Linked DNA regions of Mus musculus: region 1 is linked to region 2. The links are chromatin contacts, called in public Hi-C maps. All regions are on one chromosome and are shown on one strand. Each heading gives the region's core, a stretch centred on a gene start, on an enhancer-like site or on the middle of the called end of the contact. The rest is flanking DNA. Distances are from core to core; before and after follow the strand shown. Region 1 holds the start of Dcaf12l1 (DDB1 and CUL4 associated factor 12-like 1). Region 2 overlaps Tenm1 (teneurin transmembrane protein 1).

Evidence for each region. A called contact is a pair of places that touch in the nucleus more often than the background predicts.
Region 1: a contact with region 2 is called in a Hi-C map of cerebral cortex, with 3 times the contacts expected there. The contact joins the promoter of Dcaf12l1 here to the enhancer-like site in region 2. A contact is called at or near these places in 6 of 39 promoter capture datasets (cranial neural crest, frontonasal cranial neural crest, hippocampal neurons and 2 more), 2 of 484 Hi-C or Micro-C datasets (cerebellum and cerebral cortex) and 1 of 115 datasets of contacts at active chromatin or transcription factors (astrocytes).

Annotation. Positions count from the first base shown.
Region 1 is chrX:44,788,487-44,794,968 of GRCm38.p6, reverse strand. It overlaps Dcaf12l1 (DDB1 and CUL4 associated factor 12-like 1), which reads left to right and starts at 4,772. Exons shown (of 2, transcript NM_178739.6): 1 at 4,772-6,482. The coding sequence starts at 5,050.
Region 2 is chrX:42,538,191-42,544,666 of GRCm38.p6, reverse strand. Tenm1 (teneurin transmembrane protein 1) reads left to right here. Exons shown (of 33, transcript NM_011855.4): 29 at 402-698. Among named protein-coding and RNA genes, the nearest start is that of Sh2d1a, 39 kb to the right of the region's middle. Within about 2 kb of position 4,251, at least 55 of the 459 cell types and tissues checked have an H3K27ac peak or open chromatin away from gene starts, as enhancers often do. A contact at or near this core is called in cerebellum and cerebral cortex, where this site is marked.

The DNA.
Region 1 (6,482 bases), core at 3,523-6,022, 2.2 Mb before region 2:
TAAGTTTTAGTCTTTAGCACTTACATAAAAGTGTGAAGGCACAGGCTTGTAACACTGCTGCCTGCTGAGGGCATACAACTAGAGAGATCCCTGGGCCTAACTTTCCATGCAGCCTATCCCACTTTGTAAATTCCAGGCCAGTGAGATTGTGTGTCAAAAATATTGGGCATCATCTGAGGATTATCAGAGAATCATCTTCTGGCCTGTACACACACAGACACACACACACACACAGACACACACACACACACACACACACACACACACACACACATTCACACACATTCACAAACACACACAGACACAGAGAGAGACAGAGAGAGACACAGAGAGAGAGATTTTATGTATTTGACCATGTGCATAGATAAGGTTTTAAGAATTAATTAATGTTAAAGGATGTTATAAATGTAGTGTCATTAGACTGGTTTTAAAAGAAAAGAAAAGTTTAAATTTCTTCCCATTCTCACAAAAATAAAAGTCATGTGAGCAAACTCTCAAAAACCAACTTGGTTATAAGCTCATAGGAGAAACAATCTGAAGCAAGCCTATTTTGACACACATACTAGCATCAGGAAGTGAGACAATAAATACCTGTTTTCTGAGCTATTTAGTCTACTAGGGTATTTTCTTTATGCAGCTTGAGCAATTTGGTTATTTTGTTTTTATTTGTTAGGTAAAAATGTGTAAATTTAGTACTAAGGGATTTTTTGGTCTGATATAATTATCTGCAGAAAATATTCATTCTGGGATAACATTTCTGTGGGACTTCAAATTATGAATTCATGTTGATGAATAACTATCCAATATTTTCAAGTTCCTATTTACAGTTTGGTTAATGGCAACTAACAAGGTCATATACTACAGTATTGCTGGAAAGGTCTTTTATTATCACCTTTGGGGGAAGCAGTCCACTTACCTTGTTTTATTCATGTGTCTAAGATTTCTTACAGTAGTCTTTTATAATACCTCTGAAGTCTACCCGGCTATAGTTATGCTTTCTACTATAACCTCTTCCTTTCTATCAGGCTTAAGAGGAGAGGATCAGTATATTTAGGAATTTTAAAGTATGCTTTTTCTTTTTATCATTTGCTTGCTTTGTAATCTTCATCTTATTTCATTTCTGCTTCAATCTTTAGTATTTTCCCTTGCTAGCTTTGAACCAATATTGCCTTATTCAAATGAAAATTTAAGATTATTCATGAACTTTCATTAGTGGAGTGACAAATCGCTGTGAATTATGAGTTTCGATAGGTTCTGTTTTCCTCTTTACCCTTTCTATGCATAGTTCTCAATGATTTGAGATTTTTCTTACCAATGAAACATTTATTTTGTTCTTTAGTATTAAAAAAACTCCTTTAAAATTTATTAGTATATTCTTATCTAATTCCATTAGTTTTATAAAACACAATATGTACTTAATATTTAGAGAGATTAAGTTTTTTCCATAATCAATATGATTTATTTTTATGAATGTTCCATGTGTACTTGAAAGCATTACCTTCTTATAAATATTATATTAAGGCTTTAAGAACGTATTTAATGTTAAAGAACCATATTACTTTCACTCATTCAGTTTACCTGAATTTGTACTTGTGGGAACATCACTATTTCTTGAAGGTAAAGAGTAGCCCTGCTACCCACTTCTTTATTCAGTCTTTTTCAAGTTGACTGGATATGAAAATCCAGCTCATTGCTGACACCAGGGATGGGTGAGAAGAATATGCTGATAGCTCACTCTGTCAGTGATTTGTTAAGTACCATTGATACAAGGCCGAATGGAAGTTCAGCTTTTCACTGAGTCTTCCTACCACAATTAAAGAGGACAGCAAAATATTTGGGTGTTTAAACACTTTCTCAAAAGAGATTATTAAATCTATCGCTTGATTAAGTATAGGTCTAGGCTTAGCTCAACATTGGGCCATACTGACATTCGCCCTGCTAAAGAGACTATAACTTGATTTCCTGCCTCTGAGACAATGGGTTATCAGCTTCCCATTGGCGCCACTGTCATAGTGTGTGGAGAATGAGATAAGATAGAGCGTCTTGGTGTCTGGTTGGAGTAGGATATATATTGCCATAAAAGGTCTTCTATTGTTAGTCTTAGAGTTTCCCAGACCCATTGCCTAGAAAAAAAAAAAAAGCAAAACAGGTTTTCTTAGAGATTTTATCACCTGCACTCATGAAGGTTTCTGGGTCGGAGGCTTCTGTTGTTTTCTTCACAGGACATACATGACACAGTAAGGGCAGAAGGGATTCACCACCTTAACATTCTTCTAATGACAAGGTTCAGTATCCTTTTAATGTTCCTCTAGCATGAATAAATTTCTATTATTTGTCAGTTGTGCCATGTAGAGCATTTTTATGAAAAGATAATTTTGTTTTTGCTTTAAAAGGAAGAACTGAAATTTCCCATTCCCATATTTCAAAAGTTTGGACATTTGTAATACTTAATTTCTGTCTCTACAGTGAACATGCCAACATTGTGTTATGACCTGCGGAATGACATTAAACATGTAAAAGGCTACCACTTTACTATCTGTACTATACCACACCCCACAGAATGGAAGTCGGAAGACATCTTATTTTCTCTGAACCCTACCTGGGAAGAGTCCTCGCACAATTTTTTGTTTTTCTTCCAAGCCAAGTGGTGTGGTGTTCAACCTGAAAATATCTGCGGGCAGAAAGTCAATTATCTAAAATTTAAAGCATTCCATCTTCTATCTATGAGATTTTATTAGACACTTGGAGTTTACCTGTCCTTAAGAAAAAGACAGATGTGCTCCATATTTCTTCTTGTTTTATGTGTATATTCCCATTGTTTGTTCTCCTAGATGATCACAGGAAGATCTATAATAGTCCTTTTTAGTATGGTTAGCTGCTGCTCTGCAAGGGCACTAGCAATGGCTGCAGAGTAAGCCCGAGAGTCCATAATAGCTTCTGAAAATGCTTCTGCTCCTGGCAAACATCTCATACCTAGACCACTATACTCCTGTTTGTCACGCCTTTCACAGTATCCACCTGGAAAGCTTCCATTTTAGGAGCAACACTGAGATACACTGCAGAGTACCATCGCCTAAATGTAAAACATCCTGCTTCCAGGTGAGTGAAAGGAACATCCATGGGCTTTTCTGAAAGAATGTTCCAAGTCACCTGAATCAAAATATTTAGGGTTCTATTCAAGGTGGGGTGCCAACTTGGGAAATCGCTGCTGTGAGCTTGATGAACACAAAATGCCATGAGTTAGTTACTCATATACAAACATTGTATCTGTGGACATAGTTCTATTCTTTGTGAAATGCTTATTCATCCTAATCCTACCAGTGGAAATAAAATTGAGTCTCTGAGCCTCCTCCATAAGACACTTACCTATACTTTTCTCCTTAAACACACCAACTGATTTCACCATTTCTTCTGCCATAAAATGGATAATAGGGGAGAGGGTCAGAACTCTATTTCTGGAGAGTGTTGGGGAGTACAAATATAAGAAAGCTTGACTTGGATGATGGGAAAGAAAGACTCAGACCTTGTACTTGGAATTTATACGAAGTGAAGGTTCAAAAAAGGTACTAGAAATAAAATCAGCAGAATGGGATGGTGTGCTTATGGAGAAAACACCATGAAAGTATTCTTACAGTACAGTCAGGAAAAAAAAAAATGAATTCATGCCCTGCCCAGTACTTGAACAAACTACTTTCTGTGGAGGAGGATTATGATATATTTAGATTCAGTATCAGGCACTAGCCTCTATGTAACGCTAATTAAAGTCAGTGTTACTTAGCGACCAAGTATAGGTCTGTCATGATATGTGATATCTTGAAGCTTAAAAAAACTAATACCAAAACAAAAATACAACAAAAAGTTTCATTGCTTTTAGAAAATTCTCTTTATCTTTCATTCTTTGCATTAAAACTTCTGGTTATCCTTTATATTACTATCCCAAGGACTCAGAGGGCTCTGTCTAAGGTCATGGGCCTCTAGGACTGACAATGGGAACTTTCACCCCCAGCTCCTCACTTGTAGTGTTCTAGAGCATTACCTTAATTTTCTGAGCTAAAAGCGATCTCCAAAACGCCCAGCTTCACTTCCTCCTGATCTACCAGCAAGTCCTGGGCATAATCATGGGCAGATAGAATCTGAGGCCCAGTGATCTGTCATTTGATATTGTCTCTTCAAATGATTCTGTTGCAACAGCACAGAACATTTAATTTGAGGACAACATAAAGAAAAGAAAAAAAAATCATTGAAAATAGATTACCATGAGCAGCCGAATGACTGTTCAAAAGAAAATTGTTATTTTCAAACAATTTAATTTTCTGCCAAGTTATCTTAGTGAAGAGTCTTCCTGAGTTACAACAAGCAAACTTTTGTTTTCTTCCCCGAGAATAATGAAAAAGGTGCTGACTGCCTCCTCCCAAGATTGACTATGTTGGGTTTCAGACTTAGTAGGAGTAAGAAGAGTATTTGACTGCTGTGGTGGGGGTGGCTGAGTTTGACTTGTTGGATCCTGGGGGCATGCTGGACCACTAACTAGAGAGTAATGAATCCCTGCCTTTCCAAGATCCTTTTGTGCTTTGGTATCTCTGTTATACCTTGTAGGCATTACTACTGCCTACCGCCCCCTTCTGGCTGGGCATGAGATCACTACTCTTGCCATGATCTTCAAGCCATAAAGCTCACCCTTGCACACCTCCCATCACGTCTGTCATTTAAAGTCAGCCCGTCCCGCCCCCTCTTCCAACACCACCCTCAGAGCCGCCTCCCACCCGCCCCTAGTCTTTATCTCCAACGGACTCGTCGCTCAAGGCCCAGAAGTCCACACTCCTGAGCTGGTTGGCAGCAGAGTCTCCACTCTCTCTCTAGCCGCACCTTCGGCCTCAGCGCCGATCCTCCCGAGCTCGCTCGGCTCTTTCCGCCCGACCTCGCGTTGTTCGCCGGGTCACGCCGCCACCACCTCCTTTGCCGCCAAGGCTCTCCGGACTCGGTAGGCTCCCCGCTGATCGGTTGATCGCTCTCTCACTAGCTCCTTAGCCTCCAGCTCCCGGTGATATCATGCGTCAGGCCGACTCCCAGACGCAGCCCTCTCCCGCAGAGCAGGAGACGCCGCAGCCTGCAGGGCCCTCCAACCGCTCGCCGCCCACCATGGGCCCGCAGCAAACAGGTAGCAGGAAGCGGAAAGCCGCCGAGGTCGATCAGGGCGCCGGGACTTCTTCATCGCCAGGCCCCGCAGCGCCGATGGCGACAGCTGGGGAGGGCAACGCAGAGGGGTCCATGCTGCTGACCAAGAGGCCGCGGCGGCCCGTAGCTCACCTCTCCATGGTGAACTACCTGAAGGGCCGAGCGCTGGGCGCAGATGGCCACCCGGGGCTCGCTGGCTTCGAGGGAGATCTGCGCAGTTACGGGGTCCTCAGGCTACCCGAGCTGCTGAGGGAGCGCCAGCTGACCCTAGGCCCCCTCAATAAGGTGTTCGCATCGCAGTGGCTCAATGCCAGGCAGGTGGTGTGTGGCACTAAGTGCAACACACTCTTCGTGGTTGATGTCAAGACCGACCACATCATGCGCATTCCTCTGATGCGCGACAGGGTACCCGACCTGTCTCGTGGCCCGCCCTCCTGTGGCATTCATGCTGTGGAGCTGAATCCCTCCAAGACCCTCTTGGCAACTGGAGGTGAAAACCCCAATAGCCTGGCAGTCTACCAGTTGCCCACTCTGGATCCGGTGTGCCTAGGAGATTGCCAAGGCCACAGGGACTGGATCTTTGCCATTGCATGGATGAGTGACACCGTGGCTGTGAGTGGCTCCCGCGACGGCACCGTGGCACTTTGGAAGGTGGATCCTGACATGTTCAATGGCAGCATTGCTTGGCACAAGGATGCAGGACTACCTGTGTATGCTCACATCAGTCCTACAGATATGGAGGCCATCCCCAAAGCCACTACCAATCCAGGTAACCGCAAAGTGAGAGCACTTGCCTTCAGCAACAAAAACCAGGAGCTGGGAGCTGTGTCCTTGGATGGCTACTTCCACCTGTGGAAAGCCCGAAGCTCCCTGTCTAGGCTGCTATCCCTGAGGCTGCCCTATTGCCGTGAGAACGTGTGTCTCACCTACTGTGATGAGTTTTCCCTCTACGCAGTGGGTTCTCAGTCTCACGTTTCGTTCCTGGATCTTCGCCAAGGCCAGCAGAACATCCCGCCACTGTGCTCCAGAGAGGGAGGCACCGGTGTTCGTTCTCTGAGTGTCCACCAGCATATTGTCACTGTGGGAACAGGCCACGGTTCTCTGCTCTTCTATGACATCCGTGCCCAGAAGTTCCTTGAGGAAAGGTCCGCGGCCAATCCAGACATGTTTCCTGTGCCCTCTGGAAGGAAGCTCAAGCTCACCTGTGGCAGTGGCTGGATCAACCAGGATGATCTTCTAGAGAATTATGTTGCTGGTGTAGAAGATTTCCCCAATGCGCTCTACACTCACTGCTACAACTGGCCAGA
Region 2 (6,476 bases), core at 3,002-5,501:
TTCTTCATTTACCACTTGATTAGTTACAAAGGGTGAAACGAGCCAGGAATCCCCATTCTGACTCAGATCTAATTCACGTAAAATAGGATCCTGTGATCACTGAAAAGTGTGGTGGCTCACGTGTGTCCTTAGTTGAGAAAGACAACCATCAGCAATATGATGAAGGTCAAGATTGTACCAGGCACTTTGCTAGGAAGTAAAGCCTGGCCTTGTCCCTCCATGACTCTACACTATGGTGGGGAAATAAAGGTAACTGTTAGATGAAGAATATGAACAAATGAGGGATCAGTGCTGAGAGAGTCTCCATCATTGGAGCATCTAGAAACACTTCAGGATTGGGAACATGCTAGATGAAGAATCAAAGCAATACATAAAATATATTTCACCTTTCTTTTTTGTAGGCCCATAACAGAAACCTACTTTCCATTGATTTTGATCATATGACCCGCACGGGTAAGATCTATGATGACCACCGAAAATTCACTCTTCGAATTCTTTATGACCAGACCGGGCGACCTATTCTGTGGTCTCCTGTGAGCAGATATAATGAAGTGAACATCACGTATTCACCTTCAGGATTAGTCACATTTATTCAAAGAGGAACCTGGAATGAAAAGATGGAGTATGACCAGAGTGGAAAAATAATCTCAAGAACTTGGGCCGATGGGAAAATTTGGAGCTATACCTACTTAGAAAAGGTAAGTATATAGAAGGGAAAATGAATACGAATATTGAAGGTGGCCCTAAGTACCCAACTTTATGAGGGCCTACAGGAGAAAACTCTATGTTCTCATTGCATACATAACAAAACTCCATTGTGAACCTGTACAGACGCGCTGTTTTTCAGCTGAAAACATCCCCATCCCTACCCTCTGCCAAGTATTTTTTTTTTTCAAACTGAAGTCGGGATAATGGCTTAGCTTTCTACTCATTTGAGCATATTTGTTCATCCCCTTGAAAAGGTGTCTGTATTATTATGAAAGCTCATACTGAGAGAAAATAGCTAGGAAATTCCAACACTCCTCTGTGTTAATGTATCTCAGCTCCAGTAAAAGGCCTCGTGCCCAACAAATAACGATGGTTTTTCCTTACCGTAGACAGTGAAATTTTTCTTGTACACATTCGAGGACTAATTCTCAAAAGTAATTAGCCTGAGGGAATGGTGACAGAGAGTACTAATTGGTAGTAGCCTTTTGTGTGTACCAAGTCCCCAGCAGCATCCATAATAGGAGCCGATGCTCTGTCTGGAATAAGATTATAATCCCACCACATGAACCATTGGTGAAACATTAGCCCCTACATAGCAGAAAGGTTTCCACTCATACCATTACCGTAGACAAGAAGAACAATTAGCCTTCATCCACCTTTGCCAAGTCTGATCCCCTCCTAAGACATTAAATGTTTTCTTCCAAATTAAGTCATTTCAATCGAATTTGTTTCTGAATTCATTCCTAGGAAAAGTAGAAGATATTTTCTTTCCCCCTGGGTAATCAGTATCTCTTAGATACAAGAGATGATGGCACACATGGCAAAGAGGGGACAATTTGTGTGCTTCTGATACAACCATCAAAGTTTGGTTTTCGAGAAGTGGTGTGCCCATAAACAGCTATTACTTCGCAGAGGTGGTAGTTGAAGCACTGCCCTCCCTGAGAATTGCCTATGTGATAAAGCAAACTTAGTAGCCTCTCAGGGTCCCTCCCTTCTGGGAAAGCTTTTAGAATCTGTAATCTGAATTCTGAGCAAGGGAAATCTGCATCTCACAGAGCAAATCTTTCCTCTTTTGAATTTCAACAAAGCATGCCTGGGAAAATCCCGCGGCTAAGGACTACATTGACTGCATTAAAACATTAAGTGAATCCAAATATTTGGTAGCATCTACACATAGTCAAAATGTTTCATAAGGAATTTGCTAATAACTTTGGTACATATGCACATTTTTGAAACACATGTATGTATATTTTTAAAAATCATGCCACTAACCTAACAGTTTTCCCTCCCCATGTGAGTTGGGAAGTAGCCAGGAGTCCTTAGGGACATGAAGGGGTCTATAGCCTCCAGAGCACCAGAGTGTGACCATCTCAGCTAATTGACTACAGACAGTAATAGACTGTCCCTTTTACGCCATCTATATAATAAAATATCTATTGAAAAGTTAAAATTCAACACGGCATGCAGTTTTCTCTGACACCAGTGAGGAGATATGGTCTCTCTTTTCCAAAGTAACTCTTTATTTCATCACATTTGCTTCAGGAATCACACAAAAGAAACATCATATTAGATCTTTTTTATACAATAAAATATTTAGTAGGTATCAGTTCCTTAAAAAAACAAAAACAAAAACAAAACAAAAAAACAGCAAAACAGACCAACATAGTAGCACATACCTGTATCCTCAGCCCTGACAAGGTTGAGACAAGAGAATCACAAATCCTGTGACCTTTTCTCAAAAACAAACAAAAAGGGAACAAAAAAAGAAGGAAGACCTGTTGACCTAGAATAATAAGAGAAATTTCAACAACTTCCAATTGTTTACAGACCAGTGAAACAAGCCAAATCATTTGGCCTTTTACTTATTTTGCCTTTATTTCCTGTGTAATTTATTCTTTAACTAGAAGAATAACCACAAAAGTCCAATCCTACAAAGTACATAATTATGGAATGGTTTCTTACTTATAAAATGGTTGCATTCATGAGATTTCTAATCACGTCATCCATATTCTTGCCATGATTTCCTAATTCATTCTGAAATTGATTTTAGTAATATTATTATCACCAGTGATAAATAACTAATTCACTGGACAAATGCATAGCCAAAATGAAATAATTTAATATAAATCACAAAAACTAGATAATTGAAAAGAGCTGACACTTACTTCGACTTGATGGTAAATCAAGATAGGAGCAAACAGAAAAGAAAAAAGGAAGAAAATAAAAACATCTTTGAAATTTGGATTCAAAGGAACCTAGGGAAAGAAGGTTGGATTTGTACGTGCTTTTCCAGGGCCTCACTGTTCTGTGACTCTGTCCATTCTTTCTAAAGATGGGAATGTTTTAACATAGACTTTACTGCCACATTCTTTCAATGGTATAGGGAATGGGTGGGGATGCACATATTACTTCTCATCGTATACAGTAAGAGTGTTCAAACTTTAAAATATATTTTTCTTTACCCCCAAATCCTCTGGCATTGCATCTGCAAAACTCCTTGCTGGGCTGACACCGTGATATATTTAAATCAGCATCACACTTTTTTAAACCTTAGCATGCAACAATGTCGTAAAAATAAAGACAAAGAAGAAAAGAAAAGAAAAGAAAAGAAAATAGTTTCACTTTCTCTAGAGTAGGTGAAAGTTAAGTTACACATACCATTTTGTGAACAATGCTTTGTACTCATTAGGAAAAAAATAAGTATTTGGCTAATGGCTGTGGTTTCTTAAATAGTCTCTTCTCTATTAAGAAAATCAATTATTCTTAGTTTTTCTCTCTGTAGTCATTAATTTTCTGCCTAGATTTATGACACTTTTCTAAGTTAATTATATTTTGAAGACTGGTGCAACGAAGTTTGTATTATATCTGATGTAAATCTTTCAGTTTCCTAAACTCAGTCATTTTTAAAGTGCCTTTAAATATATTTTGTAATAATTTAATAAGAAGGTTTAGTTTTACGCATTTACACAAAATTGCCTATTTAGGCTTGTTTTCAAGGCTTACTGCAGAGACAGAACGCAATCTTTGGCTTCAGTTCCCAGGTAGCCCCACACTGCCATCTGGTGGTCATGTGAATGTTATACCTTTTCAAATTTCTACTTTCGTTTCTAGTCTAGTTCGAGTAAGTATACAGCCATGATCGTTCTCTTTTATTTCCTTTCACAGAGATTTCTTTTACAGTATAATAATCTATTTAAAAAACACAAGCCACCCACTCTATTATTCGCACTAATAAGGAATAGCTTTTTATCCTGCAGTAGCACAGTGGACACTGGATAGACTCATAAGCATTGTTTTGGAACAAACTGTTAATAATACCAACCCAAAGTGAAAAAGCAGCCAAATGGGGCTAAATGGTATTGTGACAACAAAACAATAGCATGCGGGAGATTTCTAATCATCTCTTCCATGTTTTTTTCCATTAGCAGGAAGGTTTAAAGCAAACTGGGGGTGGGTGGCTTTCAAGGCAACTGAGTTAGCACCACAGAGAAACAGATCAGGCACTGGTTTGCTACAGGCTAGAGGAAGCAAACAGAGGAAAGAATACAATAGCAATGCAGTATAAATTTTTGGCAAAGCTACTACAGTGACTGGAATAGGCAGGATGGTGCTGGATAATGTGTGGCAGCCATATGGTGATTGTCCCTGGCCCACACCACAAGTGACAGATGTCATTTGTTCTTGGCAAACTGACAAGAGAGAGTGGAAAGGAGCTGGAAAATCAGACTTTCGGGGTGGAAATAACACAAAGGTATTTTCACCAATTACTGCATCTACCCCACCCACTTCAGTGTTCTCCCACCTGCTGTTCCATTCACAGGAACAATTCCTTCTGGTTCTGGGGAGTTTTGCATTGATGGAGAGAGAGGGCCTCTCTTCCTGTCCCCAAGCCTTCACAAGATTGTGCCTTTTATTCAAGAGGATTTGTAGGTCACAATGGCAGAACTGCAAGATGTGGCGAGCGGCAGGTGTTCCATGGGTAGCAAGAAGACAGGATTTCTACATCTAGTTCTGCATCCCCAGCATGATGGTGGTGGGAAAGAAATAATAACTAAATGAGCAAATAATGTAGACTTCGTGGTATTGACCAGCAACTGAAAAATCAAGAATTCTCACAAGTATAGGAGGGATGTGCCCTTGTGTAACACACATACATCATGCTTCTGTCGTTTTCTAAAAATTCACATTGCATATGTTTAAGTAATTAACATTCACAATTATTTGTGTGATTTGCAGGTAGAAAATGGAAAGACACCTATTGTTTTCACAACATGGAGTTCAGAAGTTGAACTTATTTTTTTGTTGTTGTTGTTTTGTAATTCTCAAAAGAGTGAAACTCAAGGCATTATAGTCGAGTACCTGGGTGAATTTTTCCTTTTTATTTAAAGACAGAAGCACTGAGGGTGTAGCGTAGTGTATGTGAGTGCTTGCTACAGAACAGTGAGGACTTGAATTCAAATCCCCAACATCAAAAAAGCTCCACACACAGAGCTTCACGTTTGCCTAGAGCTCTAATGCTGTAGGGGACAGGACTTGGAACTTGCTGCCCACCAGGATGGCTCCAGATTCATTAAAAGATAGTTCCTCAGGAGAATAGGACAGAGAGTTAGGATAGGATAGCCTGTGTCCTTCTCTGGCCTCTACAGGTACAGAAACAGATGCATATGTCCACATACATACAAATTAAACAAAATCTTTTTAATAATAAGTTTCAATTGCCAGTAAATTAGAGTGTTTCATAAAACGGTGTTTTGTGTGTGTGTGTGTGTGTGTGTGTGTGTGTGTGTGTATAAATTGATACTGACTTTCTTTTCCTATGGTACTGGGGATTGAATTTACAATTTCACACATGCTAGCCATGTACTCTATCAGTAGTCTATATTCAGTGGCACACACCTTTAATCCCAGCACTTGGGAGGCAGGGGCAGGCAGATTTCTGGGTTCGAGGCCAGCCTGGTCTACAGAGTGAGTTCCAAGACAGCCAGGCCTGTACAGAGAAACCCTGCCCCCCCCCAAAAAAAATGGTCTATATTCTCAACCCTTTAAAAATTTATTTTGAGACAGAGACGTTCAAAACAATTGAAGCTGGCCTTAAACTCACTCTACATCCCAGGCAAGCCTTGACCTTGTGAGCCTTCTGCCCTTAGCCTCCTGGATAGCCTGGTTTATAGACCTGTACCAGCAGGCCTGACTCATGTTTCTGTTTAAAATTACATCAACCAATATTTATTAAACATCCACTACATACAAAGTATTATACTTTGACAAATAACTGATCCTAAAATACAAGTTTATTATGTGTTGGGCATGAGATAACCAAAGAATTCTTCACTTTTAATCAATCTCTCTCTCTCTCTCTCTCTCTCTCTCTCTCTCTCTCTCTCTCACTATCACCACCCCAAAACCACACATATTCCGGCCATACAAAATTCCTCTCAATCTATGGGAAAAGGCCATTTTCATAGGCTTCCTTAATTCTCAGCCCCTCCTAATGCTTCAGCCTTCCCCGTTTCCTTCTGAACAACACCTTTCCTTGTCTTTGCCTGCCCAAGATTATTTAGATTTCAACTTGAATATTCCTTCCTAAGTCTGGGATAACCATCTTCCTCTACTTTCCTGAAGTCATTTATATGTTCTCTGTCTTAACTCGTTTCACACTGTATTATAATTACTTGGTTACTTGTCTTTCTTTTCCATTAAACTGCAAATTCCATGATGATAGATAATATTGTGTACTACTGGCATCTGCCACAGTCCCTGGCACATAG